Regions from separate parts of the Mus musculus genome. Here region 2 is linked to region 1. The links are chromatin contacts, called in public Hi-C maps. All regions are on one chromosome and are shown on one strand. The core of a region is the stretch at or near the end of the contact, and the rest is flanking DNA. Distances in the headings are between cores, read along the strand shown.

Region 1 (4,444 bases), core at 228-2,727:
TGCAAACCGCAGCAGTGGCCAATAGTACCCTCTTTCACATTTGGCCTGCTGACTCAGTGACTATTCCTCTGTCTCCAAGCCTTAACCAAAAACCAAAGCAGTCCACAACTAAAGAGATTCATCGCCTACAAATCTCCCAGGCCTGTCTACCGTGCAGCCTCCCTGCCCAGAGTCCACTGGCCATAACAGCAGGCTATTCGGACAGGTGGGGGCGAGAGTTAGCAGAATGTTTCATTGTGTCATATTGTCTACTCTGTGCTGTCTCTGGGGACCCAGAGAGTAAACACCTCTGATGAGAAGTACCGTCTGGAAGGATATGTTAGGCAGGAGCACTGACTCAAACAGCAAGCTGTACAAGCTTGTGTACGTTGTATTAATCTCCTGGAGGAAAGAGCAGAGGCGTGAGCTTTCTCGCAGCTGGTCGGCTTTCCAAGACGTTGTCACATTACCTAGTTTTCAGCCCTGTGTGGGGTACATGGATGCACACAAAAGCTTGTGAAAATATTCCTCTGGAAAGGCCCAGGGCTGCCCCTCATCTCCAGGAATGCCCGCCCGTTGCCTTGGAAACAGCCGAGGGCTGAGGTTGAGCCTCCGCATCCCTTGAGGAACAAGGCAGGTGCTCCCACCTGCTGGTCAGTGTAAGTTCCTCCTTGCTGTGTGGCTAGCAGATCTACAAACAGAACCCAGCACAAGAGTGAGGGCTCCCTTCCCCCTGAGAGAGAAGAAGATGTATGGCTGACTGTTTTCTTCTCCACTGACCGTCTTTAAAAACGAAGCCCGATTGCAACAATCCCTGATGAAATTCCATGTGTGGTTTGCTTTTGCTCCAAGGACTTTGACACTGCCATTGTTGATTTTCCCTTTCCCCCGCCAACCTTCCATCCTGTCTACCTGGTCTGTGTTTGCTGTCTAGATGGCTTTAAATACAGTAGCGCTCGGTGCGGAAGCCCTTTAGACTTTCCTTGTGATCTGCTCTGTGGCATGTTTTCTTTCTGCAAGTAAGCAAATACAGTCTGGAGCTGAAGTAAGATGGCTCTGCTGTCAGTGGAAATAGAAGTCCCCTGAGCCCCAAGGGTGCACAGCTTTTGTGATGCCCAGGTGCTATGTCTCCAACTGACGACCTGTGTGCTGCTGGGGCACCATCTAGGATCTGAGTGTCTGTTATCCAAAGCTTGGAAAATGGAGATAAACAGTGCACTGTATCATTGGAAGCCTAGGAGAAACAGCCCCACAGGCAAAGGCCTTTCCAACAGCCTGCAAAGGAGCCATTTGTCCTGCCTGCACTCACCACATGGGAGGCATAGTAAGTGCCACATGGAGTAAGTGCACAGCTAGGAAGTAACCCGACAGAATTTTCACCCGGCCCTAGGAAAGGCAAATGATTCTTTAGTGTGCTTACCTTTGTGCATGGTGATCAACTGGGCACAAATACCAGGACTGAGCCTCATGACTATCTGATGCAACCAACAGATAACTCCCAGATTCAGGGCAGACTAGCCATACCCTTGACCTCTTAAAGAACACAGACTCAACACTCCACCCTCTGAATCCTAACAGGAAGTTGCTTTCTTCACCAATAAACCCAGGCCCACATGCTTTCTCCAGTGACTCTTTTTCCTGAGAGATCTGTAAGATTCCTGGGCACGTCCTACACATGTCTAGCAAGCCTTTTGTGGGGACCCATCTGAATTGTGGAACAATACTGGAACAATAAAATGTGCTTTAGATTTTAATTTTTCATCATTGAATTTTTTGTAAATAACTTGTATAGATTACATTAGAAATATTTTATACACTGGGATAAATGACATGTTCTTAAAATGAAACTCACCTGGATTGTTTTGTTTTGTTTTGTTTTTACTTTATTTAATGTGGCCGCTTTCAATTTTTTGGTTTCTTGCAGGGGTGGGGGTGTTGGTTGAGTTTTTCTGAAACAAGCTCTCGGTATTTAACCTTGGCTAGGCTCAAACTCAGAGATCCACCTGCCTCTGCCTCTCAAGTGCTGGGATTAAAGGTGTAACACAACACACCTGACTGACATACACTTGTAAGTTTAGCCTCTCTGACTGGTGTTAGTATTAAAGGTTAGCCTAGCACATGACATTTAGGCTTACATTGCCATCTGCTGGCCAAGCCAAGAAATTGAATATGAGAAAAAAACCTAAGCAACCTGAGCTGGGTCTAATAGCCTGGGCTGGCCTGGAACTCCACAGGCCTCTGAGGGTGGCCTTAATCTTCCTGCCTCCACCTCCTCCCAAGTGCTAAGATTGCTGAGGTCATAACTGTGCAGGAGTTGCAGAAACAGATGTAACTGCAGAAGTTCCCAAACCATCAGCACCGCCTTAGCAAGGAAGGGCAGAGAGAAGCTGTTAAAAGTCACAGACCTGGGGCTGGAGAGATGGCTCAGTGGTTAAGAGCGCCAGCTGCTCTTCCGGAGGTCCTGAGTTCAATTCCCAGCACCCACACAGTGGTTCTCAACCATCTGTAATGGTATCTGAAGTCCTCTTCTGATGTGTCTAAAGACAGTGACAGTGTACTCAAATATATAAAATAAATAAATCATTTTTTAAAAATGTCACCGACCTGAACTCCAAACCCCATGGAGACTGACAAGGCCCTAGAGAGAGAGAGAGCCTGGGCTTGCTCTCAGCTTCTGCATCAGACACAAAGTCAATGTTTTCACACAAAACAATTAGGGTCTTCAGTAGCCCATGCTGGCCTTAAACTCAGTTTGTCAGTTTGTAGCTAAGGATGACCTTGAATTCCTAATTTCCATACCTTCACTTCTTGTGTTTATAGATGAGGACCACTCCCTGCATCAGGTCTCCATAGTTGCCGTTCTTACAAAATAATACATACTAAAATTAAACAACAGAGAAGACACCTCCAGAGTTGTGATATCCTCTCTTCATTGTTGTGGAGTTTTATTTATTTATTTCTATTTTATAGTTGTTTGTGTGTATGTCTGTCTGTACCACGTGTGTGTCTGGGGCCAACAGAGACCAGAAGAGGGTATTGGATTCCCTGAAACTGTAGCCACAGATGATTGTGAGCTGCCATGTATGTTCGTGTGTGTGTGTGTGTGTGTGTGTGTGTGTGTGTGCTGGAAATCAAACCTGGGTCCTCTGGAAGAATAGCAGGTGTTCTTAACTATCGAGCCATCTCTCCCACCCCTGCCATCCTCTCTTTTAAAAATATTTACCTTGACTTGTGAAGGACTTAAAAGTAGGAATCGTGCCTAAACCTTAATGGCTTACAGTAGCAGTGGTCATTCAACAGCTCTCACACGTTCTGTGTGTCAGGAACTGAGCTGGCCCTCATGAGCATTTCTGGCTCAGATCGGGTGTTGGCTGGGGTTACAGTCCTCTGCGGGTCTCAGTGGCTTCAAGAATTCACTTCTGGGCTGGCAAGGTGGTTCCTCGGGTAAAAGGGGCAGCCACTAAGCATGGAAACTGAGTGTCATTCCCAGGGCCTGTCTAGCTAGAGGAGTGAACTGAGTTCAGAATAATTAAATAAAACCTCATAAGCAATGAGCATGCTTCCATTCACAGAACTGGCAGGATAGTGCTGTGAGCTGGAGATGCCAGGTCTGCCCTACTGAGCAGCCAGTGAAACAGGACAAAGTACAAGTCTCAGTGCCCTTCAAGGCTTAACTTCGAGAACACATGACATCGTCCAGCAAGGTGTTTATCAGAAGGAAGGAATATGCATCGTGTCAGAGAAATAACAGAATTACCCTGTAAAAGAAAACGTAATTTTAAAAACCATATCCTGACAAAGTGCCTAGCATAACACTAACCTGAGAAGCGTACCTTGTTTTGCACGAGGACACTGAGGGTCAGAGGGGTGATGTCACCTCTCTCCTGTGTGAGAACTAAAGCCCAGCTCTGACTCCTCCTACCCAGGATGTCACCTTGGGTTCTGTGTGAGTAAAAAAGACTCTCACTGACTGGTGCATCTCTGCAGTGTCTTCAAGGTGTGCTGGGCTCAGTCTTCCTTCCCCATCTGTACATCGGTCTTTAGAAGATCACTTTGGCCATTTTGTTGAATTCCGGTTGTGTGTCTTGTAGCAGGGGCTTTGATAAACCATGGTCTTTCTTACAAAAGTTCTGCAACATTGGAAGAACTAACACAGTTTACAATATTTTTAATGCCATTTGCTTCAAAGGAACCTCAGGAAATGATAACATTATAATCTGTGTGTGTGTGTGTGTGTGTGTGTGTGTGTGTGTGTTGAGACAAGGTCTCACTATGTAGGCCAGACTGGCTCCCCACTTACTCTGTAGCCCATGCTATGCTCAGATGCATGGCAATCCTCCTGAGTGTTGGGATTAGAGCTATACACCACCAGGCTGGCCGACTTGTGTGTGTTTGTACTGTTTGGTTATACGAATATTTCATCTTACTTGTATTGGAAATAAGAGAAGTATTAATCACTACTTGC
Region 2 (4,793 bases), core at 314-2,813, 280 kb before region 1:
AGAGGGCGTCTGCCTGCTGAGGGGCTAACGTAGACCATGTCTTCGGGAGTCAGTGCTTGCTCACTCTGTAATGAAACTTTGGGATATTTGAAGTTATGGTTTCTCTTCTTTAGCTTAAGAGCCTTGTAAGCATCTCCTACATTATAGAGAGGCTAAAGAAGGAACAAATGTCTGTGTGTTCTCTTCTTAATATAATCAATCAAATATCAAGGTAGTTAGAGAAATATTAATTCAGTATGGATTTAGTCCTAAGCCAACCAAAGTATTCTTAACACTTGAAAAGTTAATTATCACATAAATATTTTAAAAATTCGCATTGAAATTAGTCCCTAGTGAAAGTGTAAAATGTAACGCGAAGCTCTCCCGCTTCGGAATGCTTTCCTAAGTGTATCCAAGTTCATGGGAATGTAAAGAGCTTGGCTCTGGTCCCTTTTGGTCTGTGATATTTATTTGCAAGTTTTTGTAATAAAGTTAATTAAAAATTAAAAATTCAAAAAACTTCGTGCAACTTGTTTACCTCTTTAAGACGAGGAACATAGGGCATTGTGGGTAGAATTGCTTTACAACCCACTGCAGGTTCTTTTGTGAGGCGAAATGAATTCTCCAAACAATATCCTTTGATTGACTTCAACATATCTTATATTAAACTATATTTGGACCTAAGCCATAATTAGTACATAAGGAACTTTTAAAATTAATGTACACTTGTGACCTATAAGATTAATTTAAAAATATTTAACTCAGTATAAAATATTCATTCATACTTATTTTCAGATTTCCTGTTGCATTTTGGAAATACTTCCTCTGTTTCTTTTTCTTTTTTTCCCTTTTCTGTACTGTTTGTGTCACTGTTTTGCCCACCAGGAATGAAATAGAGGTTTGATCTGCCACATCCGCTTGTATCTGATGGGCTGCACATCCCCTGATATAGACAATGAACTTGAAGATGTTTGGGAAAAACTGATCTGTGCTGAGCATACACAGACCCTGCTTTCCTTGTCATTCCCTAGGCAGGATGGCATGGCTGTTTACGTGGCTTTTACATTATGTTAGCCTTGTGAGGACTCTGCAGCGCATTTAAAGTTCACAGGTGGATTTGTGGGTTACATGCAGATGTCGGGCCATTTTATATAAGGCGTTTGAGCCTTCTTGGAACTGGACATTCACGAGTCCCCACAGACACTCAGGGACTGCTTTGATTGTTTTCCTAGTGCCACTGTTTGACTAATTCTTATCCCATAGTTGACCTTTTAAAAAAAAAAAAAACTCTGTGTGTGTGTGTGTGTGTGTGTGTGTGCGCTTATCTTCCTTTCTGTAAGAGATCATGAATGCCAGTGCTGAGCCTAGGGAAAATATCAAAACAAACACGACCTTTGATCCTTCCAGAGATAACCATCATCTCTTAGTCATACAGATAAAATTTCTTAGTCATATCTAACCATAGATACACACGTGCACTTTGCCAGAAATTGTTAAAATATGTGTACACAAACTTGTATCATTTTAAGGGGAAAAGGGAGCTCGGTATTGCTTCAGAGTGGTAGCTCTGCTCCCTGGATTCTTCACAGGGACCTGTCAGTCATTCTAGAGCCAGCACCTGGCTCAGGCTCTGCCGTGACATTTTCAGTTGATCCTTCCTTGTTTTCTTGGCTAGTTGCCCTTCAAACAGAAAGTTCATCGCCTCTCCTCAGCTGCTAATGTGATTTACTTCGTGTGTCTAGGAAGTCAGGATGGTTGCTGATTTTATTGTTTAGAGAGGACTGGCTTCTTGGTCTGAAGCCAGGGTGTTCCCAGCTGATAGAAAACGGAACCCAGCAGCCCCCATTTCAGAGATTGCCAGGCTTATGACTCAAAGATACTTTACAGGCCAGGTTAAGCAATTGTTAGGCCCCTCCTGGCACACGTCAGATGCGATGATTGTCTATTGATTGTAATCCAAAGATTATTTTGGCCCTCATCTACAAACACAGATGCCTTTTGATCAGGAAAAAAAAATGCATTGTGATAACTAACCTGCTGCCTGTACTTGAAAAGTAGTGTCTGAATTAGTGACTACTGTTCTGATTCTATGTTAGAATGTGTAATTTCCTTAATTTTCAGAACGGGAAGTGCAGTATGTGCTTTCTGAACTCAGACCCACAGCAAGCAGTTGTTTAATACAAATGAAAAGGAGATAGTGGCTGAGCTCTGTACAGTGGCAGTGTTACAGTATCTTCCCCCAAGATGAAACATAGTATCATTTCTCACAGGTGATGGAGAGCCACCTTGTCATAGAAAAGGGAGACCTAACTAATAAAGCCTTTGAACAAGCAAGCAGTTGTCCAGATAGCCTGGAAGATGTTAGCACCAGTGGCTGAAAGCTGTCAGGAGCCTCTCGACACCAGGTCTTATTTTCTTAGGTTCCTGACAAGTACCTGACCTCTTCATGCCTACACCAGCCGCACTTCAGCTTCTACTCAATATGAAATACCTAGGAGTGAGGAAGAGTGAGCCTTGGCAGCCAGCTCATTAGGGTGGATTGTTTTCTTTACAGATAATTGGCATCCTAAAAGGAGAACTCGTTTAAATAAGTAGTTGTAAAGCATTTTAGTTGGGCATCAGCAGTTGTGCTATTTGTGTGTGTGTGTGTGTGTGTGTAATACTCCAAGAAACTTACTATTTTATCAAAAGGCACAACTCTAAAAATGAAACCTACTGACGAGTTTCTATGGCAACCACTCCTGAAATGTATCTGGCTGGTGTGTGTCTTTTCATAATTTTTCTTTGCATGCTTTAAGGAGTTCCTTGAATTTTTGTTCCTGTGATGGGTGGATAGATGGATAATTGACAGAGGGAGCTACATTTCCCTGGGAAGAATTTAAGACTTATGAAAATTCCATAGATTTATAAGGAATATTATTTTGTGCTTAGCATAAATAAATTTGACTAAGGAAGATATCTATTGCTTTGATTTAGTCTAAACAGTAATGAGGCCCATTAAGTATTAATGCATGACCAATTGCTTTTTAAATTCAGACTCATTGGCTGTCCCTGCAAGACCTTGTTGGGTGTTCCACTTTATTCTGTGATCATTCCACACACCCCCACACCCCCACGCCCCTAACACACACCTTTTTCAGAGCCTTCAGTCTCTGTCTCAATGGCGCTCTGCTCTGGACTTAACCTTCTCTATAGCCTTCTTCCTTGTCAGAGGGTTTGTGGCCAGAACACACGGTAGATCTTGATATTTCCTAACAGGTTCATTCAGAAAAGTTGGCAAGAAGGGACTGTGGTGTAATTCGGTGGTTTGGAGGGGTTGTTCTGGGAGACATTTCTGTTCTCTCAAGCTCTGTCATGCTACAAGCCCAATAGATATGGCTAGATGCTCTTGCAATACAAAACATGCTCACCGAGAGTAGTGGTGTCACAGCGAGCTCTCAGCACTTATCTGGTTAAAACCAGAAGGAACCATTCTGTGAGGTATCTAAAGTGGCAGGAAATAGAGGGAGTCTAAGGAAATAAACTATCCTGGGCCCAACAGCTGGGGAATTTTGTGTGGCTTACAGAGAAGTCAGAGAACCAGGATGTCTCTGAGCCTGTTAGATACATTTGGTCCTAGCAGCATGTAGTAGGAAATGAATATTTAACTTTGAAACACTTTTTTGTACTTTAAACTCCTCCCAGGCCTTAAAAACACTCTCCCTGATGTTCCTGGGTAAGGGAGAATAGCTTTGCCTAGGCTCCTGGCCACATAGTCTCCAGCTTTAACATTTAGCCCCAGTCCCTTCAAGACACAGACAGCCTTTTCCACTCAGCGATCAGAACTTGGTGATTTGCTTAGCCTAGCTGGCCAGGAATAGGCCCTCTATGTCCGTGCTACCAGGACTGGGATTGCAGCAGTTCACTGTCGCTCTGCCTTTAGTGTGTGCAAGCCCTGGGATAAACTTCATCCACTGAGCCTTCCCCACAGCCTCATGCATCGTCTTGGTGTGACTTGTTTAATCACAGCAACTTCTATAAATCAGCAGCTGTACTAACCAAGACTTTTTCTATTGAAAAGTGCAGACCACTTAGTGCTTTGTTATATTTGATATTGGGCCAGGCAGCTGGCTATAGCCATGGTTGTCCCCTTTGATGGACAGGAGCAGCATTTCACAAAGGAAGCAAGGCAGAGATGAGCAAACAGAGATCACAGCAGGCAGTGGAGGTTTAGAAAAGGTGAGATCATTGGCCCAGGGTGGCTTAGCTGGTAAGTGGTAAAAGTCAGACTGGCTTCCAAAGCCATTCGGAGTCTACCATGAAAGACATGAGCTTTATGCAAGCGTGCATGGTACTTCGGCCACCTCATTAGCATTAGGATATGGGACTGTTGGCCAAGATGGCTTCCCTCATTGCTGCTTGTCCTCAACACCTACAGTGACACCTTCAGTGAGCGATCAACTGTACCTTGCTATCTTTCTTCCAAAACTGTTAGACTATTGTATGGCCAGCTTCATTCATTTGACATTTTTATTGCTTTCCACTTCAAAAAGCAACCTTTTTCTTGACTTGGCCTCTGATTCTGGAGAAATCTTGACTGAGGTCCTGTGAACAGACAAGAGCTTTTCCAAGCTGTTTTCGTGCAGAGCTCTGCCCTTCCAGGAAGTGTCTCTTCATCAGTGTTCATCAGTTGAGGCAGCAGACTCTAGACATGGCATGTCTTCGTGCTCACTGTCACCTCTCAGTCTTACTGTATGGACTCTCAGGGGGCGTGCTGCATGGAAGACAGCCTAGACTTTGCTCTTGATCTGTTTATGAAGACATTACAGTGTTTT

Evidence for each region. A called contact is a pair of places that touch in the nucleus more often than the background predicts.
Region 2: a contact with region 1 is called in a Hi-C map of liver, with 3 times the contacts expected there. The contact joins the enhancer-like site here to the promoter of Bach2os in region 1. A contact is called at or near these places in 7 of 39 promoter capture datasets (the C10 cell line, cranial neural crest, embryonic stem cells and 4 more), 11 of 484 Hi-C or Micro-C datasets (3T3-L1-derived adipocytes, CD4 T cells, CD8 T cells and 5 more), 12 of 115 datasets of contacts at active chromatin or transcription factors (CD8 T cells, Th17 cells, Th2 cells and 8 more) and 3 of 9 other capture datasets (adipose tissue, embryonic stem cells and liver).

Annotation. Positions count from the first base shown.
Region 1 is chr4:32,570,185-32,574,628 of GRCm38.p6, forward strand. It overlaps Bach2os (BTB and CNC homology 2, opposite strand), which reads right to left and starts at 1,478. Exons shown (of 5, transcript NR_026843.1): 1 at 1,400-1,478. All of the region lies in intron 3 of Bach2 (BTB and CNC homology, basic leucine zipper transcription factor 2), which reads left to right.
Region 2 is chr4:32,286,753-32,291,545 of GRCm38.p6, forward strand. It overlaps a transcript of Bach2 not described here. Among named protein-coding and RNA genes, the nearest start is that of n-TGccc3, 59 kb to the left of the region's middle. Within about 2 kb of position 1,564, at least 83 of the 459 cell types and tissues checked have an H3K27ac peak or open chromatin away from gene starts, as enhancers often do. A contact at or near this core is called in CD8 T cells, Th17 cells, Th2 cells and 5 more, where this site is marked.